Regions from separate parts of the Mus musculus genome. Here region 2 is linked to region 1. A link is a contact called in public Micro-C data. All regions are on one chromosome and are shown on one strand. Each heading gives the region's core, a stretch centred on a gene start, on an enhancer-like site or on the middle of the called end of the contact. The rest is flanking DNA. Distances are from core to core; before and after follow the strand shown. Region 1 overlaps Grk5 (G protein-coupled receptor kinase 5). Region 2 overlaps Grk5 (G protein-coupled receptor kinase 5).

The links. A called contact is a pair of places that touch in the nucleus more often than the background predicts.
Region 2: a Micro-C map of brown adipocytes shows a contact between it and region 1, with 2.1 times the contacts expected there. The contact joins two enhancer-like sites. A contact is called at or near these places in 5 of 39 promoter capture datasets (the 3T3-L1 cell line, the C10 cell line, HPC-7-derived erythroid cells and 1 more), 7 of 484 Hi-C or Micro-C datasets (the G1E-ER4 cell line, bone marrow-derived dendritic cells, bone marrow-derived macrophages and 4 more), 4 of 115 datasets of contacts at active chromatin or transcription factors (bone marrow-derived dendritic cells, bone marrow-derived macrophages, embryonic fibroblasts and 1 more) and 2 of 9 other capture datasets (adipose tissue and liver).

The regions. Positions count from the first base shown.
Region 1 is chr19:60,998,723-61,001,422 of GRCm38.p6, forward strand. The region is part of intron 2 of Grk5 (G protein-coupled receptor kinase 5); the gene reads left to right. Among named protein-coding and RNA genes, the nearest start is that of Gm22520, 13 kb to the right of the region's middle. Within about 2 kb of position 1,314, at least 36 of the 459 cell types and tissues checked have an H3K27ac peak or open chromatin away from gene starts, as enhancers often do. A contact at or near this core is called in brown adipocytes, where this site is marked.
Region 2 is chr19:61,066,606-61,069,305 of GRCm38.p6, forward strand. It overlaps Grk5 (G protein-coupled receptor kinase 5), which reads left to right. Exons shown (of 16, transcript NM_018869.3): 5 at 1,943-2,043; 6 at 2,699-2,700. It also overlaps a transcript of Zfp950 not described here. Among named protein-coding and RNA genes, the nearest start is that of Gm22520, 54 kb to the left of the region's middle. Within about 2 kb of position 1,271, at least 3 of the 459 cell types and tissues checked have an H3K27ac peak or open chromatin away from gene starts, as enhancers often do. A contact at or near this core is called in brown adipocytes, where this site is marked.

The sequences.
Region 1 (2,700 bases), core at 64-2,563:
GAAAAATATGGATGTGTTAGTATGTACCTGCAGTTCCTGAGCTAAGGGAGATGGAAGTAAGAGACAGGACAATGGTGCTGAAGCTTGTGGGTCAGCTAGCCAGGAGTATAAGTACAACAGCAGAAACAAGAGAGACCCAGTCTTAATTTGAACTTCCAAAAGTTGTCTGACTTCCGCTGTACTGTGATAATGCATGTGTGTATGGAGCATTGAGACAGACAGAGAGATGAATGTTAAACATATATCTATGGATGAAATTTCAAAAACAGAATTTAGAAAGAAGAAAAGTAAAATTGACAAAGCAATAACCACTGGTAGCAAATAGATTGTACTGTGGCATAGGAGGGAATAGCCTGTCCCAACTGTCATGTTTCCTGGCCCAGAAGTCAGATAATTAATTTTTATTTTGTCATATTTTACTTTTTTTTCCCCTCTGGTGCAGATGGGACCCAGGGCTTCATTCATGTTAAATAAATGCTCTGCCACCCATCTTCCCCCATTTTATCATAAGACAGGCTCCTAACAAGTTGACTACATTTGCCTTGAATTTACTCTGTAACCCAAATAGGCCTTGAATTGTTTTCTCTTGCCTCAGCATTCTGAACAGTTGGAGTTACAGGGGAGTTCCCATGCCTGACCAGATGCGTGCCCCTCCCACAGTGTGTGTTTGTGTGTGTGTGTGTGTGTGCGTGTTTGGTGGGGAGCAGGAGGTCAGAGGACAATTTTGTGGAATCAATTCTTTTATTTTCTTTTTATCTTGGTTGTAAGGATTGAACTCAGGTTCCCAAAAATGTTCAATGGGCACCTTTACCAGTTGAGCTGATTCCTCAACCCAGAATTCTGCTTTTTTTTTTTTTTCCACCTCTGGAATTCTTGCTTGAACATTTTTGTTCCCTCCAGAGAGGGCAAAGTCACTTACCCCTCCGCACTGATTGCTGAGGGATCTTGTTTTCTGCTCTAAGTTCTTTCAAAAGGGAAATGTGGGCTGAGAGAAACTATTGCCATCAACTTTGAAATAGCTGCTTCCTTTTTTTTTTTTTTTTTTTGGGTTTGCTTTGGTTTGCTTTGCTTTTGTCAGAAATGATCCCAGGGAGATATGTTCAGTTATACTGCTTGCTCAGGGCACTTATCTAATTCTGGGCTTCAGCAGGCCTCAAGGGGAGGCGTGGGTGAGTTGGAGGAGGGGACATTCTGCTAGCACAGTAAGGTGCTGGCGTGTTGTTAGAAGTTTTGGGGGGAACCCCTGCTTGGAGCAGCACAGAATGGCCCTACCACTGGGGAACAGGGAAAGTGTTGCCCTGACTCATCAATCAGGTTCTGGGAATAAAGGGAGTGAGCTCTGAATGAGTCTGGAGGGAGGCAGCAAGAAACAGAACTATAGTGGCAGGAGACTGGGGTTTGCAACAGGCTCTGTCTTCACTGACTGTGACTTTGAGCAAGTGATTAAACTCCCTTGAGCCTGTCTTCTTCTCTGCCAAATCAGGGTTAGGAGTGTTGGGAGAATTAAGTGACCACACCAGAGAGGAAGACTTGGCCCTGATCTAGTCACCTTCATCCTCCACTTCTTCTATATCATGGCGGTCACTATTTTGGTGAACCATGTTGTTCAACAAAGAGCTTTGTTCTTGCTCCTCTTGGTTGCTGGTGGCAAAGACCGCTGTAAAATTTCTCTGCTCATTCCCTGATTCATTGATTCCTTCATTCCAGGGACATTCTTCTCCTTTATGTAATCTGAATGGAACCCTTTCCCTCAGTCCATCTGGCCTCTCAAAACTCTACTTATTAACTCAGCAGATTTGGAGGGCCTGGATGATATCTCTGAACCCATCTCATGATCCTCCTGCCTCCAGGTAGGAGGGACCTCATCTACCACCCTCATGAAGGTGATAGCCAATCCCATACACTGCCTATAGTCACCTTTTACTCTAGGCATGGTGGAGCTGTCCCAAGTTAGGAAGATGGGTTAAAAAAAAAACATAATTGACACTGCGTCACAGCCTGGTTAGTAGGACAGCTGCTACATATACATTCTCAGTACCAAGAGTCAGAGGAATAGTAAAGAGAAGGATCAGAGACAGCCCTGTGGGTGCAGGTTGAACAAATTAGAGGACAGGAAACCGCTAAGTCAGTAGTCTCAGCACTGTCAGGATGATCTAACCAGGTGATTCTGATGGACATATTTATCACTGCAAAACCCTTTTGGGCCTGAGGCCATGTCCTAGTTCTGCCTCATGGATAAGGATCTGGAGATTCAGAGAGAATAGTAAGTTTCCCAGAGTCCCAGAGCTCTGCAGAATCAATTCCTAGATTCAAACACAACCCCAGAGCAAAAAGTCATCTCCATGTTAGTTTCGATTTCTCCGTGGATGTGGACACATTTGGTAGGTCAACATCCATGCTACTTTGGTGGACTTCCTGCAGAAAACCATGGTGGTTAAAGAGAGACTTAATCAGGCAACAGACACCATCTGTGCCTCCAGCCTGAAAGATTAGTACAGCTCTGGTAGCTTTTGAAGTCACCCTTTGGATGAGAGTAGATAGCAAAAGGATGTCACAAGCAAAGGCAGGCTTAGCTTTCAGGACTATAAGATGTATATTTCCTTCCTTTCCAGATATTTGTGATTGGTCTACTGTGGGAAGGGACATAATTCAGTTATATAGACAGGACCACAAACATTTCCACTTCTGATGACACTAGCC
Region 2 (2,700 bases), core at 21-2,520, 68 kb after region 1:
CTTGCTTCTTGGTCAGGATGTTTGTGCAGGAATAGAAACCCTGACTAAGACAATGACATAATAGTTCCTACCTCACAAAGTCACAGTATAGATTAAATAAAGTAATGTGTGTCAGAAGTTCCATTATTCATTTATTGACCAGGGTTGGGTTTTAGTGTATATAAAACATTGCTAGAGGTTTGTGGGGTTTTTTTTTTCTTTTTTTTATTGCTTTCCAATGTTAGCTCCATAAGTAAATTTCATTTGTAAGTAAAGAAAAGTCAGGGGCTAAGAAAATGTAAAGGCCATCGAGTTATGGTTTTAGTTCATTTTGTATATTGTATGTAACCTAGGGACATTGGGGCTTTTCTGATAGGGTGTCACCTTAAAGTATGGCATTTGTATGTCTAACTGGAGAATAGCACTTGAGGTCAAGACCACACTGACTTTATTTACCATTCCCATGCCAGCTGTCAGTTGATAAGGAATAAGCTGGGTGAAAAACAAATGGACCCTGGCAGAAGTGCACCTAGTACAGACAGTTTGGCAACTTGGGCCCCTCCTGAGTAAAGCTAAAATGGCTCCCTTCTTCCCCACAGCTCCTACACTCGGCATCTCTATGCTGTCTTTGCTGACTCACACTGGATCAAGACCATACCCTTTCACCTCAATGATGGACACTTATGGAGTGTGCAGCCATCTACCAGGCATACCTCCACTGCCCTATCCCACCCCCAATTCCAAATGGCCTACCAGTCTGCCTCCTTAGGCAGATTTGCCTACAGATAGTGGCTTGTCCTCCTGTCTCATTGCCTGCAGTTATTGTCTCTGAAGAGACTAAACTGCCAGAAGCCTCCAACCTAATTTATATGCTTCTTAGGGGGAAACTTTTAAAAATTCATCAGTGCCCAAAGTTCAAAGCAGACTTGAGCATCTCTGAAGTACCTCCCACCTTCCAGAGAGAGAGAGAGATGTAGCCACAGGATGGCAAGGTCAGAGGTTAAAAGCAACACAAGTCCCTGGTTGTGGTATAAGGGCTGGCAGGAGACTAAACATTTCTGCAGGACACAGTTGTAGGTTTTTAGAACAGAGAAGAGGATAGAAGTGGACCAGGCAGGGTACACATAAAGCAGAGGGAACTGCCACCTCTTAAGACAGTTCATGGTGGAAAATGTACTCTAGCTGGAACTTAGTGAAATAGCTTTGCAGCCACACCATAGGCCATCTTCACCAGAGTTATAGCCAACTGAGGAGGTAATCCTCAAGGGGGATGAGCCCACACAAGAGGGCAGGGCAGGGAAAGAAGGAATGGATTTCAGCATTTGAAACCCTGAGGAATAGAAAGTGAACCATGACCTTTATTCAAGAGTGATTTGCCAGCTGCTACTGCCCCTCCCACTTTCCCCAGGATCATCTCCCTGTAGGCACTGCCTCATGGACCTTAGCAAGTCTTCCAGCCCTATAACTACATCTCTGTAGCAGGGAGGGAAAGCATAATTTCATAATTCACACTACATCGTTTGGATTTTTTCAAAAATTTTCTCTAATGTATTAAAATCCCACCTTGGCATCCACCTGGTGAGTCTAGTCCTAGGAGCATCTATCAAGAATGCATGGCAGGGAGATGGGTGAAACTGGAGAAACCAGACTTTGAGATGCTAAGTGACTTCCATAATGTTACATGGCTAGAAATTTCACACTAAGTCTGAGTTCATTCACTGCCATCTAGTCTAATAACCCCACTACAACCACACTGAACACTGCTCATGTATCCTACGTGTGTGTGTGTGTGTGTGTGTGTGTGTAGGGGACAGGGGCCGACAGGGCAGGTGACCATATGCAGGGACAGGTAGCTACATCTTTCTACCATCACCTGGTATCTTTATCTTTTACCCTGCATCTATGGAGCAATTCCAGCTACCCTGTCCCTTCCTTCTCACTAATAATCATTTCCTTCTTCCAGTCCCCAGTCTTCATTGCCCAAGTTGGACAGGACCTGGTCTCCCAGACAGAGAAGAAGCTCCTGCAGAGCCCCTGCAAAGAACTCTTCTCTGCTTGTGCTCAGTAAGTGTTCTACCATCATGCATTGCCCACCTGGGCAAGAGCCCTGGCTACCTGGGCTCTGTTTGCACAGACTTTTGACTACCTGGGCTGGCCCTTACCTACCTGGGCAGACTCCCACCTACATAGACAAATCATGGCTACTTGGGAAGATCCCTGTCTTCTTTGAAAAAGAGTGGTTTTGCTGGTTCCAGACCAAACCCAAAGCCTAGGTTTTGGGAACTGTATCTCATTCTGTCCCTTTTCACCTCTCAATCCTAGCCCCTCCTCTAACTCAGCAAGTCTAGTCCCACTTCAGCTCATGGTGTCTTCAGAGAGCTGTTCCTGAGTTCTAATTTAGTATAGCTCATCTCTGGGATTGTTGACCTAATCTTTGTGATTTACTGATTTATGTGCCCATTTGAATATCCACTCCATACTCTCTGCTCTACTACAGAACCAGAAAGACATGCTGGCCCATGGCAAGACTTACGAATACTTGCAAGGTCAATCCAATTTAAGCAACCATTGCAGAACAAACAGGCCTCTGGCCAGATGTGGAGTATCCATTGTAAGGCTTGGCTTCTCTGCAGTCTGAAGGCAGTAACCCACTAGACTCTGTCTAGCTACTTCAAGATAGGGATTATAACATGTTCATCTTTCTGTCACCCTGGGCTAGGT